2 separate regions of the Muntiacus reevesi genome follow, and region 1 is linked to region 2. A link is a contact called in public Hi-C data. All regions are on one chromosome and are shown on one strand. The core of a region is the stretch at or near the end of the contact, and the rest is flanking DNA. Distances in the headings are between cores, read along the strand shown.

The links. A called contact is a pair of places that touch in the nucleus more often than the background predicts.
Region 1: a Hi-C map of muscle shows a contact between it and region 2, with 6 times the contacts expected there. The contact joins the promoter of ADSL here to the promoter of TNRC6B in region 2. A contact is called at or near these places in 2 of 3 Hi-C or Micro-C datasets (blood and muscle).

Annotation. Positions count from the first base shown.
Region 1 is chr1:55,213,920-55,217,837 of mMunRee1.1, forward strand. It overlaps ADSL (adenylosuccinate lyase), which reads left to right and starts at 2,237. Exons shown (of 13, transcript XM_065944404.1): 1 at 2,237-2,458. The coding sequence starts at 2,288.
Region 2 is chr1:54,956,810-54,960,286 of mMunRee1.1, forward strand. It overlaps TNRC6B (trinucleotide repeat containing adaptor 6B), which reads left to right and starts at 1,822. Exons shown (of 24, transcript XM_065944391.1): 1 at 1,822-2,049.

The sequences.
Region 1 (3,918 bases), core at 987-3,486, 260 kb after region 2:
CCCAAATCACAGAGCTAGTACCTAGGCAGTTCTGGAACAGTGGGTGAATAGGCAGCCAGTAAGAGAGATTTTCATAAGAGAACACGTGAAGATGATTCTGTAGTGGAAGAGATCTGTGCATTTCACACACACACACCAAAGGGAGGCAGAACTGGAGAGATTCAAGATAAAATAATTGAAAGAGCAAGATCCTTTCCTGACTGAATAGAGAGCCTGGAAACAGAAACTCTTATCGGAGGCGGCAACAGCAGAGAGGAGCAGAGCCGGTGAGGCTGGACGACCGAGGAAGACTGTGAGGTTGGTAGGAGGCACCGTGGAAGGCGAGGGTAGTAAACTCAGCACAGCCCAGCAGCGACAGCCCTGGAGCAGTCCGCAAAGAGTGCGGAGTTGCAGGGAGTGGCCATCTTTCCAGAACTGCCCTCACCCCCCAAAACCAATCATCTGCAGCTCCAGGGGGGACGTAGGTGAGGAAAATGTGGGTGATAATACCAGGTAACTGATGGGCTTCTCTGATGGCCAAGGCCTTCCAGGATTGGTGCTGCAGTCCACTCTGACAATTCTGAAGCCCAGGTGGAGACATGAAGGATCTACGGCCTGAAGACACTGAAGGAATTCGAGAGACTGGGGGAAAGGGAAGGGCGATGTCAGGGTCTAACTTGAATCTTGGTAACTGTGGGCCTTGTTTCCCTTCGTGGGCTAGGCGCCTCTGGACAGCATTCGTTTACCCCGCACTCACTCACTGAGCACCTGTGCTGTGAAGTCCCGTGCTGGATCCACCTGCCAGAGACACCGGGGACCAAGGCAGGCGTGATCCCCACTCGCACCAAGCTTGCCATCGATGGAAAAGGCCGACAGCAGTGAACTCGGGTGAGAGGTACGAGAGAGACCTGTATGAAATCTGAGGTGGGAATGGAGAACACTACAGGGGAGGTCCGTCTATTTTTTAGTAAATCATGAAAAAAAAACGGAAAGGTGACAAAAAGTTATTGTCAAAGATGAGATCTTGCAAATCTTGAGATCTAATCAGAACTTTTAATATCCCTTAAGTCTTAACGGTTACTGGGAAAGGGGCCAGGGCCATTCACCTCAACCAACAAGCTGAGAATTCAAAATGGACATCCCCTTATAGTGAGACACTAAAAAACAGGTAATTTCAAAGCAATATAGTAGCTGCTACTGTAGCACAAAGGAAAGAATACATTTGAGTTTGGTAAGAACTGGGAGCCTGGAGCCTGTCTGCCTACACTTAACTCCTAGCTCTTGCCCTAACTCCTAGCTCATGCCCTTCTAGCCACGTGTGAGCTATCTCAAGACGGTCAACTCTCCCATGCCTTCACTTTGTCACCTGAAAAATGGGGATCAGAATAATGGCCGGCATTTATTGAGCATTTACTCTGCACTGGAGAGTAATGTATTATATTATTTAATAATACCTGAACAATTCAGGACCCTCACATGGATTTAATGTGTAAAGCACTCAGGACAGTGCCTGATACCTAGTGAAAGTTAAGTGTTAGTCCCCAGTACCCTCGTTAAGAGTTAAGTTTAAGAGTCCAGTACCCTCGGACTCCGCGACCCCATGGACTAGCCCACCAGGCTCCCTCTGTCCATGGAATTCTCCAGGCAAGAATACTGGAGTGGGGTAGCCATTTCCTTCTTCAGGGGATCTTCCCCACCAAGGGATCGTACTCAGGTCTCCTGCATCGCAAGCAGATTTTTTTACCGTCTGAGCCACCAGTGAGACCACCATAAACGTTAGTGGTTTTATTATTAGTGGCCAACCAGAGGGAAGAGTGGGTTCATCAGGTGACATTTTCTGACCTGGACCTTGAGTAAGCTGTAGTGAGAAAGTGTTCCAGGGCGGGGAACTCAATGCCGATTTCCCTTCTCTTGTACTTGTCTCAGAACCGGGCGGTAGGAGTGGGGGAGGGGGAGAAGACAAAAATAATAGCAACAACAACAAAAAAAAAAAGCTTTCCAAATGTCTTGGACATCGATTTGATGTCCTCAGAGCAATCCTAAAGGCGGGTCTTAATGTATCTTTTTTCGGATGAGAAAACTGAGACGCAGAGCTGCAGAGGTAACTTGTGAAGCACTGATCACGTTTCTCGTAAAACGAAGAGAAACTCTTGAACCCTCAGTAGCGAAGAGCCTAAACCCAGCAGCCTTGAGGTCTCGGGTCTCCCGGAAACGCCGGGGGTGGAACCAAGTGGAGGAAGTCCCGCCCTCGGACTTCCGCTTCCGCCCTCGCTGACCCTGTTGGCTCCGGCGAGGTCCAGAGTCCGGCATGGCCGCGGGCGGCGACCGTGGCGGGCGGGAGGCGGCCTGCGGGCACGACAGCTACCGCTCGCCGCTTGCCTCCCGTTATGCCAGCCCGGAGATGTGCTTCCTGTTTAGCGACAAGTACAAATTCCGGACTTGGCGGCAGCTCTGGCTGTGGCTGGCGGAGGCCGAGCAGGTAACGCACCTGGAGGCGGGCCCGGCCCCGCACGTGCCAGGCTGGGACTTCCAGCGCGGGCTGAGCCTCCCCCGGCAGCTGCCCCGCTATTTTCGGCCGGATGTTCCCTTTCCGGAGGAACGGCCCCAGGAAGGCCAGGGCAGGAGGCCCAGCCGTCGTCACCTGTTACCTCACATGTTTTAATGGTGGAGGGTCGGAGATGGACGGTGGGCGGCGAGAAGTGCAGTTACCGTTTCCGGGAGTAAGTCTTGGCGGTTCCTGTAGGAGTGCACCGCTGAGTGCTCCTTCTGTGCGGTTGTGCTCGCTTCTGTACACGTCTTTACCCGGTTAACCCAGAAAGACTTTGCAAACTAGGGGGCGGTTTCCCACGTTATAGGAGAGAAGACCAAGCCCCGATGATGTGCCAGTGAGATATTTGCTCCTAACCATTATGACAACCCACTCCAGTATTCTTGCCTAGAGAATCCGATGGAGAGAGGAGCCTGGCAGGCTATACAGTCCATGGAGTCGCCAAGAGTCGGAAATGACTGAAGCGAGTTAGCACTCACGTATTAATAAAGGAACCCGGGTGTGAACCCATGACCTTGCAAAGCCTGACTGAGCACCCAACCACCTCACCCTCCACATGCCTCTGTGTAGTCAGAGACCTGTCTCTGCAAAATACACATTTGCTGGGCCATTGTTTCCTCTTCAGTAGACTGCCTTTTTTTGTCTCTGGGGAGAGAGAATCAGGGTAGGGGGTTATTAGATGCGAGTTACGGGTTCTGAGAGCTTCATGTAGAGGTATTCTGCCCAGCGGTTTCAGAAATAGCCCCAGAAGGATCTTCACAGAAGCGCTGAAGGAAGCTGAGGGTGATCCAAAGAGCTATAAAGTTTCCGAGAAAAATGCCACAACAAGCAAGATGGCAGTCCTCTCCAAAATGACATACAGTAACCTCAAAAACAATCTGAGTATCTACCTAGGACCAAGGTATAGGGTCCCCAAACAGGAAACTTTCTTCCTAGATTTTATCACCTTCCTATCACCTTGCTCAAGAAGTAAAGTAGTAGATGACACTAGCAGACACAATACTCTGCAATGGCTTATGAAAGAAAAGAATCTAAAAAAGAGTGGATGGATATATGCTAACTGATTGACTTTGCTTTTCATCTGAAACTAACACATTCTTTTAAATCAACTATACTCCAATAAAAATTTTTTTTAAATGCTAGCAGATGTTTCTACAGTGCCTGCTATGTGTGCTCTGCAGTTTGAAAACCTTAAAAATTAATTTACTAATTCTCAAAACAATTCTTTATAAGTATGTGATTCCTATTTTACAGAGGATAAAATGAAGGCACAGATTTCATAAACATAGAGCTCAGATAACAATAAATAGATCAGGACATGCAGTGTGTTGTGGTTTGTTACCTACTAGCATGTATTCTGTTTTCTGTTTCACTTGGTACTCCCTGTAGAT
Region 2 (3,477 bases), core at 572-3,071:
GCAGTTGCCCTGGGAATACCTGCCATTTAATGCTAATTGATGTTTGTGAAACACTTATCTTCCTCTGCTGAAAGGCTATAAGTGTTGAGCACTATTTCTGTGTTACAGTAGTTGTTTTATAATTAAAGCAGTGCCAGTGAGGTTACACAACAGCTTGGATCAGGAGGCGAAATAAGGGCAGTGATCCTACTGAAGCTACAGGGGATGGGGATTTGGTATGCTAAAATGTTAATTACCGGAGACAGACGTGGGCCTGAGTCCAGCACTGTGCTCTTGGAGATCATTTCAGTACCAGAGCCTAGGGCTGGTTCTCTGGCAATGGGTCCTAAGCATTCTGCCCTCCCCTGGCTGGAATGTTGGATTCACTCTGCTGAAAGCTGCCACACGAAAGAATTCAATGGCCAGGAGCCAGGAACACACGTCTTGCACAGCATCAGGGGCTACTCTGGAAGCTTTCCAGAAAGGGCATACAGTAAAATATTCCTAAACCGATTTATTTATTCTCTTTCCCTCTTTGGACTCTCTCCTCGTTTCTGGCTCTTCAGGACTCTCTCAGAAAAGAGTGAGCTGAAGATGGATGAGTGGGAGTTGGGAAGGTAGGCTTGAACCAGAAGGCTGGTAGAAGTATTTATTTATTTATAAAGTGGAGAAAATGAACATAAAGGTAAATGGGCTTCCGATCAGGAAACACCAAGACTGTTTCATTTAGGGTGGGAGGAATGGGTGCTGGAGGAGAAGATACAGTGGAGGCAATGACAACCTATCCATAGCTTTAGTCCCCAACAGTGTCACCTCCAGAAACTGAGGACCTCTGAAATGAAACCTTTTGAAGTTGTAGGGTTGGCTGACAGGTACGATTCTAGGCTAAGAGAGACACCAAAGTACAGTGAAAAGAGCTTAGGCTTTGGAGTCAGACAGATCTGGGACCAAATTTTGGTTTACCAACTATTTTCTATCTAGGTGACCTTGGGCAAGTGTCCTAACCTCTCTGGCGCCTTAGTGTCTTTATCTGTAAAATTTAGAGAACCTATCTGTAAAATTTAGAGAACTCACAGCTTTAATCGATAGTCCTTGTAAAGAACTCCGCACAATGGCACAAAGCGGGCACGCATACGGTACGCAAGCGGGTAGTCGTTATTACCAACTACAGGCCAAATGAACAGTCATCCAAACTGCCTAGCAAACAATTAACAGTGCGAATCACCGACGCGCCTATCTGCCCAATAACGTACCAGGAAAGAACTCGGTGGAGACAAACCAATAGCATTAGCCCTTGTTGTTGGACGGGCTTTCTAGCCGTTCCACCAATAGTTTGAAGATTTGACTAACGAGTGACATGCTGACAGTCCAATGACTCACAACCAGCTCACACTCAGCACTTCTGAGGGGATAAATCAAGGAGCCAGGACGTATAGATTCCGTTATTAGGCAGTACTGGATGGAGCGAGGAGCTCAGGGGGAACAGCGCGAGGGCGAGGCACTAATGAGCTAATAAAAGGAAAAAGACGATGGTTGCGCCAACTGAACTCGGCCGCCATCATGCTCTAGTTTCCCCTTCTCCTCTCCGCGTCCGCGACCGAGGAAGCGGCCTCTGGGATGCTGAGGGGGTGTGTCCCCGAATGATTGGCGCAGGGAGCTCAGCCAATCCTAGCTCGTCAAACGGAACGCATTTGACCAATGAGGGGCGACGGCTACGGCGAGGCATTGGAGGGGCGGAACGGCAGCTTGACGGGCACAAAAGCCAGCCAGTGAGGGTCGGCAGCATCCTCCCTCCGGCCAATGGAGTGGGGCTCTGGGCGGGGCCCCGAGTGTTTGTGTTGTGGTTTTGGGGGAGGGAGGCGGAGGGGAAAGTTTGTTTATTTTGTTTTTAGTTTCTGGGGTCCCCGTGTTTCTCGGAGGTGAAGCGGGAGGGAGTGACCCCCTCCCCCGAACCCCTCAGTCCCCCTACTACGTCGCCTCCATAGCCTGCGAAGGAGCGGGGACCGCGCGCATCGCAGCGCATCGCCTCACAGCGGAACGCCGCGCACTCGGAGCCGGCACGGCTCGGCGGTGAGTGAGGACCGACGGCCACCGCCGCCCTTCCCCTCCCCCCGCTCACCGCCCAGTCAGAGCCGGGCGGCCGGGTGGGCGAGGACGTCCGCGGGAGCGCGCGGCGCGGGGCCGGCCTGTCAAGCTGAGGCGCAGCGTGTGCGTGTCCTCGCGAGTGAGCGCGCGCGGCGGGGAGAGGGCCGGGAGGGGCGTGAGCGCGCGCGGGGCCGGCGGGGGCGGTGGCGTTGGGCGCGCGCTCCGCGGGGCGGGCGTCTGGTGGGTTTGACCCCGGGGCGGGGAGGGACGCGGGCGATGTCCGCGCGCGGGGCAGGGGCGCCCGGAATGGCCGGGTCGGGGCCGGCGGGCGGGCGGGCGCGCGCGGCGGCGGCGGCGGCGGGCGTCACGCGCCGGCAGGTGTGAGCTGGGGGAGGGCTTCCGGGTGGGCCGGTCGAGTAGAGTTCGCTTCCCGTCGCCGGGGCACTTCGGGGCCGGGAGGGGTCCCTGTGGCGGCGGAGAGCCGAAGCCCACGGAGGCGCGTCGGGGCCCCTTGCCTGGCGGTGGCGAGGGAGGCGTCAGGCCTCGGAGCCCCCTGGTCCCCACCTGTGTGCAAGACCTGCGTGACAGAGTGAATGCGCTCCCCTGCCCAACCCGGGCCGGTCGTCCCAGCTCCTGTGTGGCCACAGGTCGATTAACTCTTCCCCAGGGAAAGGAGGGCGAGGGGACTATCAGCGGACGACCAGCCAGAAGTGTTTTCTGCCATTCCCTGGTCCTGCGCCCTTGGTTTCAAACTAGTGGGTTTCCACAGTGGGCTTAACTGCACCATGTAGTGGCTGAAGACACCCAATAAGGGTAGCCTCTTGTCGGTGACCTTAAGGCCCAGCCCATCCTCGGTTACTTGAACACCAGGAATTAGTCTGGGTCTTTTCAGGCTCTCTGCTTTTTCACGTATCTGCCGGCTGCACTATTACTTTTTAGCCTCTGTGCTAAAGGTTGAAGCGAGGCATAAGGTGAATTCAAGTTGGCCATTTGCTTACAATATAGGCAAAATATACAACAAAATTAGCCAGAGATGTTTCTCCATAGTCGGTGAATAAAACGTTGTTAATTACTGTTCCCCTCCCCCAGCAGTTAAGCAAACAGAAATAAGATGTATAGAAGTCTTACATTTTAGTATTTTGTCTAAGTTTAACAATAGCGGCTGTTTTCTTCCTAGTTGTGGGGAATTTCAGTAGGATGATAGTTTCCTATTGATTCGGGTGGCTTTGGAACTGTTTAGCTTTTGATAGTGTTATGTAAATGGCTCTTAAAAAGCAGAACTTTTAGCACATTGACACCTCTGCCGTGTGCGTTGTCTCACTAGGTAAGTAGTAGGAGAGATGTGAATGTAGTAGGTCCATATACTAAGGCAAGCATCCGGAACACGAATCAGACTGGCTTGTTCCACTTGGA